2 separate regions of the Pan troglodytes genome follow, and region 2 is linked to region 1. Evidence: chromatin contacts called from public Hi-C data. All regions are on one chromosome and are shown on one strand. The core of a region is the stretch at or near the end of the contact, and the rest is flanking DNA. Distances in the headings are between cores, read along the strand shown. Region 1 holds the start of TEAD1 (TEA domain transcription factor 1). Region 2 overlaps TEAD1 (TEA domain transcription factor 1).

The links. Hi-C and Micro-C count contacts between places; a contact is called where the count stands out from the background.
Region 2: a Hi-C map of stem cell-derived neural progenitor cells shows a contact between it and region 1, with 2.8 times the contacts expected there. The contact joins the enhancer-like site here to the promoter of TEAD1 in region 1. A contact is called at or near these places in 1 of 7 Hi-C or Micro-C datasets (stem cell-derived neural progenitor cells), 1 of 1 datasets of contacts at active chromatin or transcription factors (stem cell-derived excitatory neurons) and 1 of 1 other capture datasets (stem cell-derived neural stem cells).

The regions. Positions count from the first base shown.
Region 1 is chr9:16,829,234-16,832,791 of NHGRI_mPanTro3-v2.0_pri, reverse strand. It overlaps TEAD1 (TEA domain transcription factor 1), which reads right to left and starts at 1,346. Exons shown (of 13, transcript XM_054662118.2): 1 at 932-1,346.
Region 2 is chr9:16,957,539-16,961,130 of NHGRI_mPanTro3-v2.0_pri, reverse strand. The region is part of intron 2 of TEAD1 (TEA domain transcription factor 1); the gene reads right to left. Among named protein-coding and RNA genes, the nearest start is that of TEAD1, 130 kb to the right of the region's middle. Within about 2 kb of position 1,325, at least 7 of the 24 cell types and tissues checked have an H3K27ac peak or open chromatin away from gene starts, as enhancers often do. A contact at or near this core is called in stem cell-derived neural progenitor cells and stem cell-derived neural stem cells, where this site is marked.

The DNA of each region.
Region 1 (3,558 bases), core at 97-2,596:
AAACGTTATTTTTTTAAAAAGAAGAAAAGTCACAGAAGTTGAACTTTCTTTAAAGCGGGACTCTGGACTTTTGAAAACAAGTGTTGCTGTTACGAACAAAGACTAGAAGTGTACCCAGATTTTCTCCCCCCCGGGGATCATTTCTCTTCCAATCAACAAACAAATCCCCCAGTATTTCCTACCGAAAGGGAAGGGAAGTTTTCCAGGGAGAGTCTCCTCCTGGGTTTGGTGGTAACTGCGACTCAGTCTTTTTTGGACACAATGTTTCTGCTGACTCCTGAAAATTTTCCACTTGAATGTGCAATGAAGCGGCGGCGGCAGCGGCAGCAACAGTCCTGGAGAAGCGGCAAAGACGACCGTGCCCTTTTTCATCTTTGAGAAGAAGGAGCGAACCCCCCGCCAGCGGCACAAGTCTGCGCAGACCCGGGCCGGCCTCGGGGGTACCCGGCGCCGGGGGACGGCGGCGAAAGCAGGGGGGTGCGGGCCGGCTCCGGGCTCCGAGGCGGCGGCTCTGCCCGCCCGCGCTCGCTCCGAACTTCTGGCTCCCCAGCGCACCCCGTCCAAGGCGCCCGAGAGTGTGTGCGTGTGTGCGCGTGCAGGCGGCGGGAGAGGGGGCGCGCGGGGGGCGCGGCGCGGCCGGCCGGGCGCCTCCAGGGCCGCCGCCGGGGGCCGCCTGTTGCCGCGCGGGCTCCCAGCGCGCGGCCCAACTTGGCGTCCTGGCAAGTCGCGCGGCGGCGCCCGGCCGCTCACCTCGGAGGGGGCGCGGGGAGGCGGGTGTGGGGGCCCGGCCGCGGCCCTCCGCGTGCCCGCCCGCCGTCGCACACAAAGCAGAGCCCGCAAAGAAAGAGCGGCCCGCGAGGGACGCGCCGCCGGCCCCCCGCTGCCCCGTGCGCCCCCCGCACCCCAGCATCCGCCCCGCGCGCCAACTTACCTCGGCCCAGGGAGCCGCCGCAGCGCCCGGCGAGTCCGAGGCAAACTTCGGCGCCGCTTCCCCCGCCCTCTGCTCGGTGCCCGGCTCCCTCCCCGGCTCCCGGTCCCTGGGCCCGGCCACCCCACCCCTGCCTAGCACCGCTCCTGCCCCGGGGCCGGCTGGCGCGCTGGGCTGCTGCCCGCGCTCCGGGCAAAGGTGGAGGGGTGGGGGGGCGTCACTGCATGGCCTGTCCCTGGACGCGGCCGCCCCGGGCCCGGGCCCCGCCGCGTGGAATGGCCCGCAGGGTGGAAGCGAGTCTGCAAAGTGCTTGGTGGGCGCCCGCGGCGGGCGGCGGGGCCGCGGCGGCGGCAGCAGAGGCTCGGCTCGGCTCAGGCGGCGCGGCGCGGCGCGAGCGATGCTAAGAATGTTCGGAATGAGGACAGGAATGAAATGAACGCCAGGACCGAACTCGCTCCGGAGGGGTGGGGCCTCGGTGACGTCATGCGGCCTGCCGCCCGGGGCTGGAGGCGGGGCCTGCCGCCGCCGGTGACGTCATGGGGAATCGGGGCGGACCGGCGCGGCTGCTTCGCCGTTGGGGCGCGGGCTTTCGGCAGCTGGGCGGAGTCTCGCGCCCACGGGGGAGCGTGGCTCGCGCGGGAGCCGCCCTCCGTCTCCCGGCGCGGGCTCCGGGCTTTGTCCCGAGCCGGGGCGGGGCGGGGCGGGGCGGACGGGAGCTGTGCGGCTTGGAAGTCCCTGCGCTCGCGCGAAGAACTCTGGAAGCCTGGGTTCCTTCCAGGGGGCAGGCGCCGAGGCAGGAGTTATGCGCGACGCGCCTACCGTGCCTCAGTTTCCCTAGTCCGGGACGCGGAAGCGCGGGTGACTGCGTTGAGTGCTCCCGGACTCGCGGAAGTCTGCAAGTGTAGGGTAGAGAAGTTGCCTTTCTGGTGATGCAGATTATTGCTCTCGAGCGCGGTGGACGCCGTCTCCGGGCCAGATTCCCAGCCTGCCATTTCTTCTCTTCCCTTTCACTTTTATAAAAGTTCACAGCTCTCACTCAAGTCGAAATCTGTCTTACGGTTGGGAAAGGAAAACCTTTAGCCTAGCAGAGAAGGATAATTACAGAGTTCGTAATAAACCTGCCCTGCTAGCAAGGTCTTCTCCAAGTCAGTTAAAAAACTAAGTTCACTCATCTCTGCCGGTTGTACTTTTCAAAAGTAACTTCCTAAACTTTAAAATGCTGCATCCGGCGACTTTAAGTTAGCCCTTTCTTTATTGAGAAACTTCATTTCATTATTAAAGGAATCATTTTAACCCTGCCATTGGAGGTAGTGACGCAAAAGTGACATAGACCCAGTCGGTAAATCAGAAAACGGGTAAAATCGACCCACTGGGGACAGAACCGTCTAAAGTTTCGGGTGATTGTTATAATTATTTAACAAACTGCAAAGCAGTTCCCGCACAGTGGACCTCATTCGTTCTAGGCACTTGGCTCTCTTTTCCAGCTGAGGCCTCAGGATTAAATAACAACATATTTTGTGCCCGAGGAATCCCTATATCCCTATATGTGGGTAACTGAGGAGACTAGACTGTGACTGACTGCAACACATTTCTACAAAACATAACTTTTACTAATACATTGTTTTCCTTTTTTTTTAATTTTTATTATTTTTTTATTTTATTTTTGGAGACAGGATCTTGCTCTGTCACCTAGGCTAGAGTGCAATGGTGCGATCTGGGCTCGCTGCAGCCTCGACTCCCTGGAATCAAGCCATCCTCCCTTTTCAGCCTCCCGAATAGCTGGAACTACAGGCACGCACCACCACGCCTAGCTAATTTCTAAAATTTTTTTGTAGAGATGCAGTTTCACCATGCTGCCCAGGCTGATCTCAGACGCCCGGGCTCAAGCTGTCCTCCTGCCTCGGCTTCCTGAAGTGCTGGGATTACAAAAGTGAGCCACTGCACCCAGTCTTATTAATACATTTTTAATTTCAACTCTTGAAGTAATCGGAGTAACAGGCAGTTGTAAAAAATAATAATAAATCGTTTGTTCACTTTGCCCAGTTCTCCCCACTGGTAATGTCTTCCAAAACTCTAATACAGTATCACAATTGGGATATTGACATTGATACGATCCACCCATCTTATTCAGATTTCCTCAGTCTTACTTGTACGTATTCGTACGTGCCTGTATTTAGGTCTATGCAATTTCCTGACTTGTGTAGGTACCACCACAGTCAAGTACAAGTGCATTTTATTTCTAATTCATAGGCAATGATAAGGTAATACAGTGAGGTTCACAGTAATGAACCCAACCACCTTGGCACTGGTTTTTGGAAATGTGTTAGAAAACACATAATTAATTTGGCATTAAAACTGTACTAGGCATATCTCTCTCCAAATGTCATCTTCTAAAAGCACCAGATAAATTTCGATGGCAGTGCCAACCAGTTAGTAGGGTTTCTAAACCACTATTTGTTGGCCCAGTATACCTGGGCACCTTTCAGACTAGTTCCTGTCTTATAGCCACTTTGCAATACAATATCTCCCTCATTCCAGACTGAATTAAGGAAAAATTCCTTGGCCTGGGATCCAAAGTTCTTTATGACATGAGTGACTTTTTGACCAGTATTTTCTCCAACTTCTCCCGT
Region 2 (3,592 bases), core at 76-2,575, 130 kb before region 1:
TGGCACATGTGCCTCAAAATTAAATTCTACTATTTTATCACTGGACCTAAGCTTCATGATTTCCTGAGACATACTTAGGGATCTAATTACACATGTACACCACCAAATTCTAACTAACCTCTTTGGCAAAAGTCTCCCAGAGCCCTGCAATCTGTGATACGTACCGCCTAACTCCACCACCAAATCCACAACGCTGCTTCAGGACAAGAGTTGGTGTCCTGTAAACCAACAGGTCTAGATTAGAATTCCACAACCTTGGGCAGGCAACGACTCCTTGGAACCCCAGTTTCCCATCTTTAAAATACTTAATAGGGCCTCGTTAGCAGGTTTGCTGTGAAGGATACAGGAGACCTCATTTTGTGAAAGTCTGGCTCAGCGACTGAAATGTGGTAGGCATTCAGGAAATGCAGTCTTCTTTCCCATCTGCCTCCCGTCTTCCCATTGCAGATGTGAGATAAAAGCTCCTAAGCGTCCCAGCACGGAGAGCCACACAGCTGGCACCATGAGCCACACAGCAGGCACAGAGGAGGGCCACACAGCTGGCACGGAGGGCCACACAGACTGCACTCAGTCCATGACAGCTATGAAAATTATCTTCATTGCACGACTTATAAAGAAGCTACAGTTCCCTTTCCTATTTTACCAACAAGCCACCTGAAGTTGCCTTCTTCCCACAAACAATCAACTTAAACCAAGAAAGAGAAGCCTTTCCTCATTATGCCTAAAAACAAAGCTGCTCTGACTAATTCACATTCAGACTCATAATCCTTCATCCAAGGGCCTTTGGAAATGCCAAGACCCTCAGGGAAGCAAAATTTCCTCGAACGTACAGGGGCTGAGAACACTCGGGGTTTCAAGATGACTAATCATGGAAATGTACTATAAACAGGGAATATTAAAGAGCTTAGAAAGCCTCTCGGGGAAAGGGGGGCAAAATCCTCACAATTCAGGGCTTGGTGGAGAGAACAGCAGTTTTATGGCAAAACAAAAAAAAAAATACAGGTGAAAATGTTAGGCAGGCGCAACTTCTGTTTTCCCAGAATCCAGGGCCCGGGTTGGGCTGGGTAGAGAGAAGTCTCCTCGGCTTCTTGCTACCATGGTGTTTTTTTCTATCTTGACAATTCACTTCCCCAACAGGCATGCCGCCAACTCAAATGAGACTCAGAGCAGTGAAAAGCCCTTCAGGTAAACAGTGTGATAAGCTAAACTGAAAAACTAGACAATGTTTTTGGACTATGAGGGTGTTGCTATGGAGACAGTTGCTAATTAACTGCTTTCAACCAGGAGAACAAAGGGCTCGGGGCAAGCAGGCCTCGGTATCTCCGAGTGAGCAATGCTTCCAGCCTTGCGCAATCGGCACATCGCTCATATCTGGAATACCTGAGACCCGGTCGGGTCGGCCACATGCCTGAAGAAATGACAAAAGTGTGTTTTCTTCATCTTGACCTGGATTCATAACACCTGGCCACCAGTACCTCTCAGGGCAGGAAGCAAGTGGCACAGGGAATGCAGATTCACAGGAAGCAAGGCCCCTCCACCACCAGTCAGGCACTTTCCTAAATAGTGTTTTGTCAAACACTATCTGTGAAGGGTCGGGCGGCGGTGAGATGAGGGGAACATGTAATTGTTTTAAACTATATATTTTACTTTATGGGCTTTAAGTTCAAAGGGCAGAGATAAATCTCCCTTTCTTCAGGATTCATCTTCCTCGGGTTAAAAAAAAAGTGACTGGATTTTTCTCAAAAAGAAATAATAAAACCCATCATTATTCCATATTTCGAAGTCCCACACACATTGTGGTCACTCAAAAAATAATAACAAAAAAGTTCATTGTAATCTGACTTATCACATGAATTTTTCTCCTCCAACCTCATCCCAGGCTGACTTGGCTGGTTCAGATGTGGTCTCATCTTAGAGGCTAAGTAGGTGCCCTGAGGCTGAAATGCTCTGTTCTGAATGGGTAACCTTTGAGCTATATCTAGTTCAAACCAAAGATCTATATTCCCTTCACAAATACTTAAACTCAAGTGTGAAATGTGAACAGGGCTTGGCATAACCACCTCAAGTGACTCAAAAATCTAGTGAGGGCTCTGTCTCACTCCACAGTGACCTGAAGGTGCCCATTTCAGCCCTCAGTCTAATTACATTAAACATATCTACATTAAGCCAAACTCAACCAAGCTATTGTGTGATACATTCTGCCTCCCCACAACAAAATCAAGTGATTTCCTTTTTTTACACTCTTAAGAATCACCAATCAGTACAGCCTGTGGGCAACCCACCTTCATCATCTGAGGCATCATCTGGATTAAGCATGTTATGATTCTGAATGAAATACAACAATACAATTCTTGGTTTGACTCTGTGGCGACAATGCACATAAACATCTTCAGGAAAGTCCAACCATCTTCTGGCATCACTGAAAATCCACCTAAGAGCATGGGCTTTGGAAGCAGACACGCTCAGGTTCAAACCAAGGCTCCAACTCAGTACTGCACTATCTGTGAAATACCCCTTTGAGCTTCAGTTTGTGCATCTGCAAAATAGGCCACTAATATCTATTTCACAGAGTTACTGACATTATTCAGTGAATTAAAGTGTTCCCTACAGCCCTTAGCCTATAGTAAGTACTCAACAGATCATAGCAATTAATTAAAGCCTCCATTAATTTACTACTTTTCTTTAAGATGAGGTAAAACTGCTGTTAGCTCTAGTTTCTACATCTGCAGCCAAGCTCATGAAGAGAGAAAAGGGGATTTTTAGTCTGAGCTGTGGCCCCGTCCACCCCAACCTAGCACCCTCCTCTGTCCACAATAGCCCATCAAGACCAATCACCATGTATAACTGGAGAAGCTTTTATTGCGGTGAAAATTGCAGAATTGGGGCTAATTTTCAAATCCAGCCCCAATTTCTAGGCTACACTTACTCTTTTCTTGTGAAACCAAGGAGTTAAATTCTTGCTTTGCAGATGGCAGCTTTTTAATAAGGCTTTCAGCCCAAGCCCCTCCCTGCCTGGGTTAAATTTCATCAGCCATTGCCCAGGGACATCTCACTCTTCTCGTTTCAATCTCTCCTTCCTCTGCTCCTTCCAGGCTGTGCTTCCAGCAATCCCCATCCATCCATGCATTCAACAGAATTTTTAAACCACCAATTCTGTGCCAGGCATGGTGCTGACACTGAGAACACAAAGATGCAACCAACCCCATTCACAAGGGGTACTTAGGCTAGTGCCTAAGATAAAGACAGCTATATAGGACTCTTAGAAATCTATGAGACTAGCCTTGTGCTAGGAAAAAGACATGGTGCTTGGGGGCAGAGATGGGAGGAAAGGAAGATGAGAGGCCCCACCACAGTATTCCCAGATTGAAGACAATTCCCACCCCAGAGGAGAAAACCATGGCTCCTGCCTTGAGGCTCTTTTTCATTTTTTTGTCACCATTCACTTTCATTGCATTCCCTACAGTCCCCTCTACGTGCTGTGCTAAGTACAGGGGTCAGGAGGAGGGAAGCTGACCTTGAATCAGCACCTTAGTAGAATTCGCTGATTGATATGCTTTGCGTCCCCCTCCCTTATCAGCCCTCTGAACGTATC